2 separate regions of the Mus musculus genome follow, and region 2 is linked to region 1. Evidence: chromatin contacts called from public HiChIP or PLAC-seq data. All regions are on one chromosome and are shown on one strand. The core of a region is the stretch at or near the end of the contact, and the rest is flanking DNA. Distances in the headings are between cores, read along the strand shown. Region 1 overlaps Actn1 (actinin, alpha 1). Region 2 has its middle 48 kb from the start of Gm29952.

Region 1 (3,621 bases), core at 463-2,962:
AGCCTCCTCATCATGGTCTCTGAACCAGTTTATCTTATGGTACTTTCTGTGGAGAAAGGGCTTTTTCACTCCCACAGTGAACACCAGCTGTGGACGGCCAACCCCAAGGTTTATAGAATGATAATTCTACTTTGTCTTACATGACAATGGTGGTTTATACTTCTGCCCTGGTAGTAGCTCCATCCAGACCTGCCACCACTCGGTCTTGACCCAGGCCTCTCGCTAACCTTGTTTTGTCCCCTCTGCATCCAGCTGAGCTGGATAGGACCTTAGCTGGATAGACAGGTGTCCACTGAACCAAGTACAGAGCCCATGGGATGCCCAGCAGGGTTAAAGGCTAGACTAGAAGTATACTCCGTAAATTCCACATTGCTATCAAAGCTTGTGGTCTCAGATGTAGTGAGGAAACCTCACAACGTGGTTGTAAGAGTTAAATAAAGTGATCACAAGGACTGCGTACTTGTCTGGCACACTTGTCATGTTAAGGAAACAGCATATGTTGGAGCTAGACTGCCTGCGTCCTAATCCTAGCTCCCTACCTCCTAGCCATGTGACCTTGGGTAAGTCACTTACCCTGTCTGGGCCTCAGATTTCCCATACAATGGGAATACTATGATTTTATTCAGTTGTGATGATAAGATGAATTTAGAATATTAGCTGGCCTATATAATACATGCTGTATGAGTGTTAGTTAGCCATTGTTGAAGTTATCGTCATTATAATTAATACTACCCATCATTTTCTGTAAGTGAAACCCAGAGCTCTGCAGGGGGTGGGAAGTCCTGAGACTCACAACGTTTGGGTCACTTTCTCACCCTGGGGCAACCCAAGCCAGATCAGATGTCTGTTGTGCCTCCTGTTCCAACCATAGGCAACTTGGAGCTGGAGGTACACTTGAGATGCCCCAGTAGGCCGTTAGGGTGACAGGTGTGGGTTGGTTGTCTCCTCCAGGGAGAGGCAGAGTTTGCCCGAATCATGAGCATTGTAGACCCCAACCGCTTGGGGGTAGTGACGTTCCAGGCCTTCATCGACTTTATGTCCCGAGAGACGGCAGATACTGATACTGCAGATCAGGTCATGGCTTCCTTCAAGATCCTGGCTGGAGATAAGGTAGGATGTGCTGACGCTGAGACAGTGGGTGGTTACTGTAAATCGGTAGGATGAATGAAAAAGTCCGAGTGAAATAGGTTTGGAAGGAAGTTGAAGTAGATACTAAAATGGAAAACGTGACGTGTTTAAAATACCATATACAAGTGATATATTACTTGTAAATATATAATATGCACTTAAATATATATATGTACATACACACGGATGTCTCTGTTATATGTATGCACGCACGTATTCTACAGATCAAGTAGAGCGAGGAAATTAGAACACGGGTACTTAACATTCCCGGCAAGTTTACGACCTAATAGTTGCGGCAACGCCGCGTTGCTTTCCGGCCGCTGCCGAGGTTTCCGACCCTGACCATGCTTTCTCCGCAGAATTACATCACAGAGGATGAGCTGCGCCGTGAGCTGCCCCCTGACCAAGCCGAGTACTGCATCGCAAGAATGGCCCCCTACGCGGGCCCCGACTCCGTGCCCGGTGCTTTAGACTACATGTCCTTCTCCACGGCACTGTATGGCGAGAGCGACCTCTAACCCGCCCCTGCCTCCCTCCACCACCCCCCCACCCCCGGCCTTCTGCGCGTGCGCCCCACCCTGCTCCTCCTCCTCCTCCGCCCAGTCTGGCTGGCTGGGTTCATTATTTTCAGCTCAGCCACCAAGGGGGCAGAGCTCCGACCCAGGCGGCATCAAGCCTCCCTGCCCACAAAGTGACAGTTTACAAAATTATTTTCTGCAAAAAAGGATAAAAAAAAAGTTACGTTAAAAAAAAATTTTAAAAAGAAAAAAAAAAACAAACAAAAAACTACATATTTTATTATAAAAAAAAAAGTATTTTTTTCTCCACCAGTCTTAAATGGAAAAGAGGAAAAATTAACTATTTGCACCGAAATGTTTTTGTTGTGACATAGGAAAATAACCAAGCACAAAGTTATATTCCATTCTTTTTACTGAAGTTTTTTCCTCCTACCTGTTCTGTCTGCTGTATTCATTTCTCTAATTTCATGCCCACTTGGGGGTGGGGTAGGTGGGTACTCTCATCAGAGGCACATTGGTGCATGTGTGTTTGCTAGCTCACTTGTCCATGAGAATATTTTATGATATTAAAGAAAACCTTTTGAAATGGCTGCTTTTCAAAGAAGATAATTCATGGCTTCTCATTTTTCAGTCTCTTCAAAAGTGTGGCTGGCCTGTTTTATGACTGCAGAGTTGTTATGTTTTTTAATTTTGAATATTGCCTATTAAAGATAGGACAAACTTGGAGATTATGATGTTGCTTGGCACAGACTGTATTAAAACAACACTCCCGTGACATTACTTTGCTTGTTCCTTTGGCTGACTTCCAGAAGTGGGGGTGGGTTGTGTCAAGAATGGTGTGGGGTACCTGTCCTCACCCACCTCTAGATTTCTGAGCCTGGTTTGGTACATTCTCACTTCTTTAAGAGGAGAAGATGGCCTCCTCTATGTACAGGGGAAAGCTAACAAGCGCATGAAAGAGCCCCTGACGAAAACCCCCAGCTTTCTTGGTTCTCTGTGGCTGTCTGTGACTTCTCTGTGACCCCGACCATTTTGTTTTTGCTGCAGGGGACAGCTTGGATTGTGTCAGGGTTGTAGTCCTCTTTCCTACTCTAAGTGTTCCATAGAGTACTGGGGCTTGGTGGCAGGGTGTACAACCAGCCTATGCCAGGCCCTGAATTCAATCCCTTGAGACCCCAAAATGTGCCACAGATAGTAGCTGTTGGTCATTGCAGGGACTCAATGACAATGCAGATTGCCAGCATTCCCCCCATATCCAAACATATATGATGATAAGCTCCAATTTATCATTTGTTGTCTAAGAATATATGGTGGTGGTGGGAGCCTGTTGTTAGAATTTCCAAGACTACAGAGCAGAGCAAGAGCGATCATGGTTAAAATAACTTTGCAAGTAGAGATATGTCGAGTTGGGGAGTTCTGCCTGGGGGCGGTTTTAAAATCCCTGGCTGTGCCTCCTGAAAATGGTGGGCTGGCTCTTTGCCAGGTTCCCATTCATTAAGTGGTGCTGTTATAAAGTGATGGTAAATGGGTATGGAGCATGAGTGTTGGCTGTGGCCAATCTAAAGATTCTGTTCAGAAGGGAGAATCACTTGAAAGTAGGTCAATGGGTAGGCCCCTACCGCCAAGCCTGAAGGCCCAAGTTTGATCCCTGAGACCCACATGGTAAAGAGAACCAGCTCTCAAAAGTGGTCATCTGACACGTGGATGTGCACACACATGCTCGCACACACTAAAGAAATACATTTAAGATTTTTTTCTTTAAATAGGATAATCCTTAGTATTAACTGCATTTAGGGGGACTAAAGCCATCTGAACTTTCTGGGCTAAGCTAGAGAAGTCTATGGTGAAACCTTGTAGGGATTGGTTCAGGGGACATTCTTGAGCTCTCAGTCTGGTCTGGCCTCTGGGCCACTGAGGATATCCTAGGTGAGGGATTGGCTCTTACCTTGGGAAACTTATGCATTTACCCTTAAAA
Region 2 (3,621 bases), core at 495-2,994, 150 kb before region 1:
AGGCCTGCTCTACAAAGCAAGTTTTAGGCTAGCCGGGACTGCCTAATGAGGCTTTGTCTCAAAAAAAGCATGAAAGAAAATAATAATAATAGTAATAATAATAATAATGTTATACTGACAAAGCTAATAAAGATAAAAACATGAAAACAGAGTAATTCATGAAGTCCCTGCCACCTGCCTTCCACAGGTGCCAGTTTATGGCCAAGTTTGCTTAATTATGGCTCCTATTATTTTTAAACACCTCTCGAACAGGATTTTTAAGAAGACCTTATGGTCACAGCCTCAAAAGAAGAAAAATTAGTGTGTGTTCAATCGAGTGTATTGTTAAAACCCATTATAATTATTTTTTACTGTCTAGTTCTAGTTAATTCCAAGAGATAAACAAAAACATCTCACTTCAGTTATTATGACCTTTCCCCTTGCATGTTGTTTTACATTTATTATTTTTTTGTGGGGGAAGGGCACACGTACCACACAGAGAACAACTGCGGAAAGAAACCCTCTCTTTCTGCCCTGTGGGTCCTGGGTATCAAACTCAGGTTGCAAGGCTCAGCAGCAGGCACCGATACCCACCCTTCCTCTTACATCTGTTTGTTTTGAGACTGCTCTCACTGTGTAGTCCCAGCTGGCCCAGAATTTGCGTGTGTAGACCAGGCTAGCCTGGAGCTCATGGAGAAAGGCCTGCACCTTTTGTCACCTGCTACTAACCACTATTCATTCAACGCACAGAGGCTTATGGTTGCTTACAGGCTGGGTTTTTATTGAACACGTGGGTTAGAAATAGATGCGGAGAGAGACCCTTTCATCCTCAGATCTGCTGGTGGGAAATCTGCTTCCTATTTACGTGTAGATGACTGAGAACACAGCCGGAACAACAATGGTCTCAAAACCGACAGCCATCAGCAAGAAGGGGGAAGAAAGAAAATGCTGCCTCAGCTCTTGCTGGAGAGAACTGTCTGCCTGAACAGTAGTTCAACTATGGAAGGAAAACAGTGTCGCCTGAAACGGACCCTCAAAGCTTCCATAATGCACACCATAGATCCCGCTGCCACATGGGGCCCAGCTACTGCCTTACTCAGGAGACCCAGGAAGCTTCTATGCTCCCTGCACTGTGACTCTTCACACTTCAGTCCTCACTTCAGCACAAGCTACATTGATGTTTTGTTCTGGTTTGGTTTGGGTTTGGGTTTGGGTTTGGTTTGGTTTGAGACAGATTTCTCTGTGTAGTCCTGGCTGTCCTGGAGCTCACTCTGTAGACCAAAACTGTCCTGGAAGTCAGAGATCCACCTGCCTCTGCCTCTCAGTGCTGGGATTAAAGGCCTGTGTCTCCACCACCCAGCAAAACTACATTCTTTACTTTGGGGTTAAAGAACACAGGAGAATACTTTGGAGAAAGGTTGAGTTTTGTTTTGTTTTTATAATATACTAGTTAGTTAGTTAGTTAGTTAGTTAGTTAGTTTTGAGACAGGGTCTAGCTATATAGTCCCAGCTATTCTGCAACTCTCGATATAGAACAAATTAGCCTTGAATTTATGACAGTCTTCCTGCTTCTGCCTCTGGAATACTTGAAAATGGAGTTGCAACCTATATTCTGTAAAGTGCACTGATCTTCAGGAAAGAATTCCAGTAGAAATTCCGGTGGTTTTTTTTACATCACATGCCTGTGGAACCCTACCCCAGACATGGAACACTCCAGTCACCACAAGGCACTCCCTGTGTTCTTTCCTGTCCCTACCCTATACCCCACCCTAGCCTGCCAGGAAATTGTGCACTGCACTGATGGCCTGTGCCAGCAATGTTTCAGCCTGCTCTAACTGATAGTGTGGGCTGAGCCTCCTGGGACTCAGCTCTTCCTTTCCTGTGCTCTAAGGCCAGGTAAGTCCAGGAAGACCCATCGTACAGACAACAGCTTCTCAGGGACCCCACCTAGTGAGAGCAGGGCCTGTCCCTACTGTCCTAATTATCATGAGACAGACCCCAGGCCTTGACCTTGAGCCTGGCCTGCCAGGCCTTCCTCCCTTGCATACTGAGCACTGAGCATAGAAACTCAATATATAACTTAGTCTTTCTAGAGTAAGAGGCAAGACCAGATGGGAGAGCTCAGAGTTACTGTAACTGGAGTCTGCCAACCTGGATTTCAGTCTTCTGCTAGCTGTGAATCCTCCTTCAGCCCTACCCCTGCCTCTCCCAGTTTCTTTTTCTCTAAAATGGCATTAAAATGAAGCCTTTTTAAGAAGCTACCCAAAGCACGCTATAAACCCACAAGTGCTATAGAAGCATAAAGAGTCATTACTGTTACCATAATAAATTCCCAGACCCTGTATGGGATGCAGCCCAGGGACTGCTTATCCAGGTAGGTTACAGTGGTCTCTGACTACAAACCCCATAGCACCACCATCTTCTTCAAAGGAAGGGACCTGGGGTCTTCTGGGAATCTCTGGAAGGCTTTGATATTGCTTCTTTGCTACTTTAATTGCAGTTATGATTTATTGAAGGCTCATCGTGTGTCAGGTAAAGCACATAAAACTGAACATGCCAGAGTTAAGCGTCGGCGGTGCACGCCTGCAAGTCCAGGAGCTGGGCCATAGAGGTAAGAGCATCAACTACATAGTGAAATCTACATGATGCCCCGTCTCAGAAAAAAACAACAACAACTCTTAGCAAGTCTTCATAGGGCCTGCTGACCTGCTGTTGTCCAAATACACAAGAGATTAAGGAGCATGTTCAAAGTCATGTAACAAGAGATAGAGCAACAATAGCAAGTGATAGACTAAAAGGAAATAAAACTTGAGACATGTGATTCATGTAATTTATGTCAAATAGCCCAAAGAGTTGTTTATGAGCTTTAAAACCTGGGGCTGAGAACATAGCAGAACAGGCCAAGACATGCCCAGGCAGGCCCTTTGTTACATGTCCTGACTGGCCTGGTGCCACCCTATCTCCCACCCTTCTGACAGTCTGTTGATGTTTAAATGGACCAATCATGTAAAACTGCGCCAATTCCTCCCCCAGCCTCACCCCTTTTCTATAAAAACCCCTAGCTTCCAAGCCTCAGGGTCGAAACCACTGTCTCCTGTGTGAGATACGTTTCGAACCGGAGCTCCGCCATTATGGCTCCACCATGTGGTCGACACCTCTGTCTCCTATGGGAGATATGTGTCGGCCTGGAGCTCCATCATTAAACTACCTCATGCTTTTACATCAAGATGGTCGTCTGTTTGTGATTCTTGGGTGCGCGCCGAACGGAAATTGAGTGGGGGTTTCCCCACTAGGTTCTTTCAAGGCCTAGAGTTTGAACCGTGAATTATGATTAGATTTGTTTTATGTGCACCCCTTGCCTATGTGTATGGATGTAAACCATGTACGTGCCTATTGCCTATAAAGGAGGTCAGAAGAAGGTGCTGGATCCCCTGGAACTGGAGTTATTACAGATTATTGTGAGCCACTATGTGGGTGCTCAGAATTGATCCCAGGTTCTCTGGAGGAGTAGCTAGTGTCCTTAACCACTGAGCCATCTCCCCAACCCCTGTACCCTAAAGTTATCCTGAGAACCCTATGATTCCTGTCATGAAGGAGAAATAATATCTGCCTTGTATAATTGAAACCCTGTGTGAGAGAATT

The links. HiChIP or PLAC-seq counts read pairs in DNA pulled down with a chosen protein or histone mark.
Region 2: a contact with region 1 is called in an H3K27ac HiChIP or PLAC-seq map of embryonic stem cells, with 6 read pairs. The contact joins two enhancer-like sites. A contact is called at or near these places in 5 of 484 Hi-C or Micro-C datasets (the N1E-115 cell line and embryonic stem cells), 4 of 115 datasets of contacts at active chromatin or transcription factors (all in embryonic stem cells) and 2 of 9 other capture datasets (adipose tissue and pancreatic islet).

What each region holds. Positions count from the first base shown.
Region 1 is chr12:80,166,347-80,169,967 of GRCm38.p6, reverse strand. Actn1 (actinin, alpha 1) reads left to right here. Exons shown (of 21, transcript NM_134156.3): 20 at 952-1,110; 21 at 1,488-2,426. The coding sequence ends at 1,646. Among named protein-coding and RNA genes, the nearest start is that of 2310015A10Rik, 35 kb to the right of the region's middle. Within about 2 kb of position 1,712, at least 235 of the 459 cell types and tissues checked have an H3K27ac peak or open chromatin away from gene starts, as enhancers often do. A contact at or near this core is called in adipose tissue and embryonic stem cells, where this site is marked.
Region 2 is chr12:80,317,389-80,321,009 of GRCm38.p6, reverse strand. No RefSeq gene overlaps it. Among named protein-coding and RNA genes, the nearest start is that of Gm29952, 48 kb to the right of the region's middle. Within about 2 kb of position 1,744, at least 66 of the 459 cell types and tissues checked have an H3K27ac peak or open chromatin away from gene starts, as enhancers often do. A contact at or near this core is called in adipose tissue and embryonic stem cells, where this site is marked.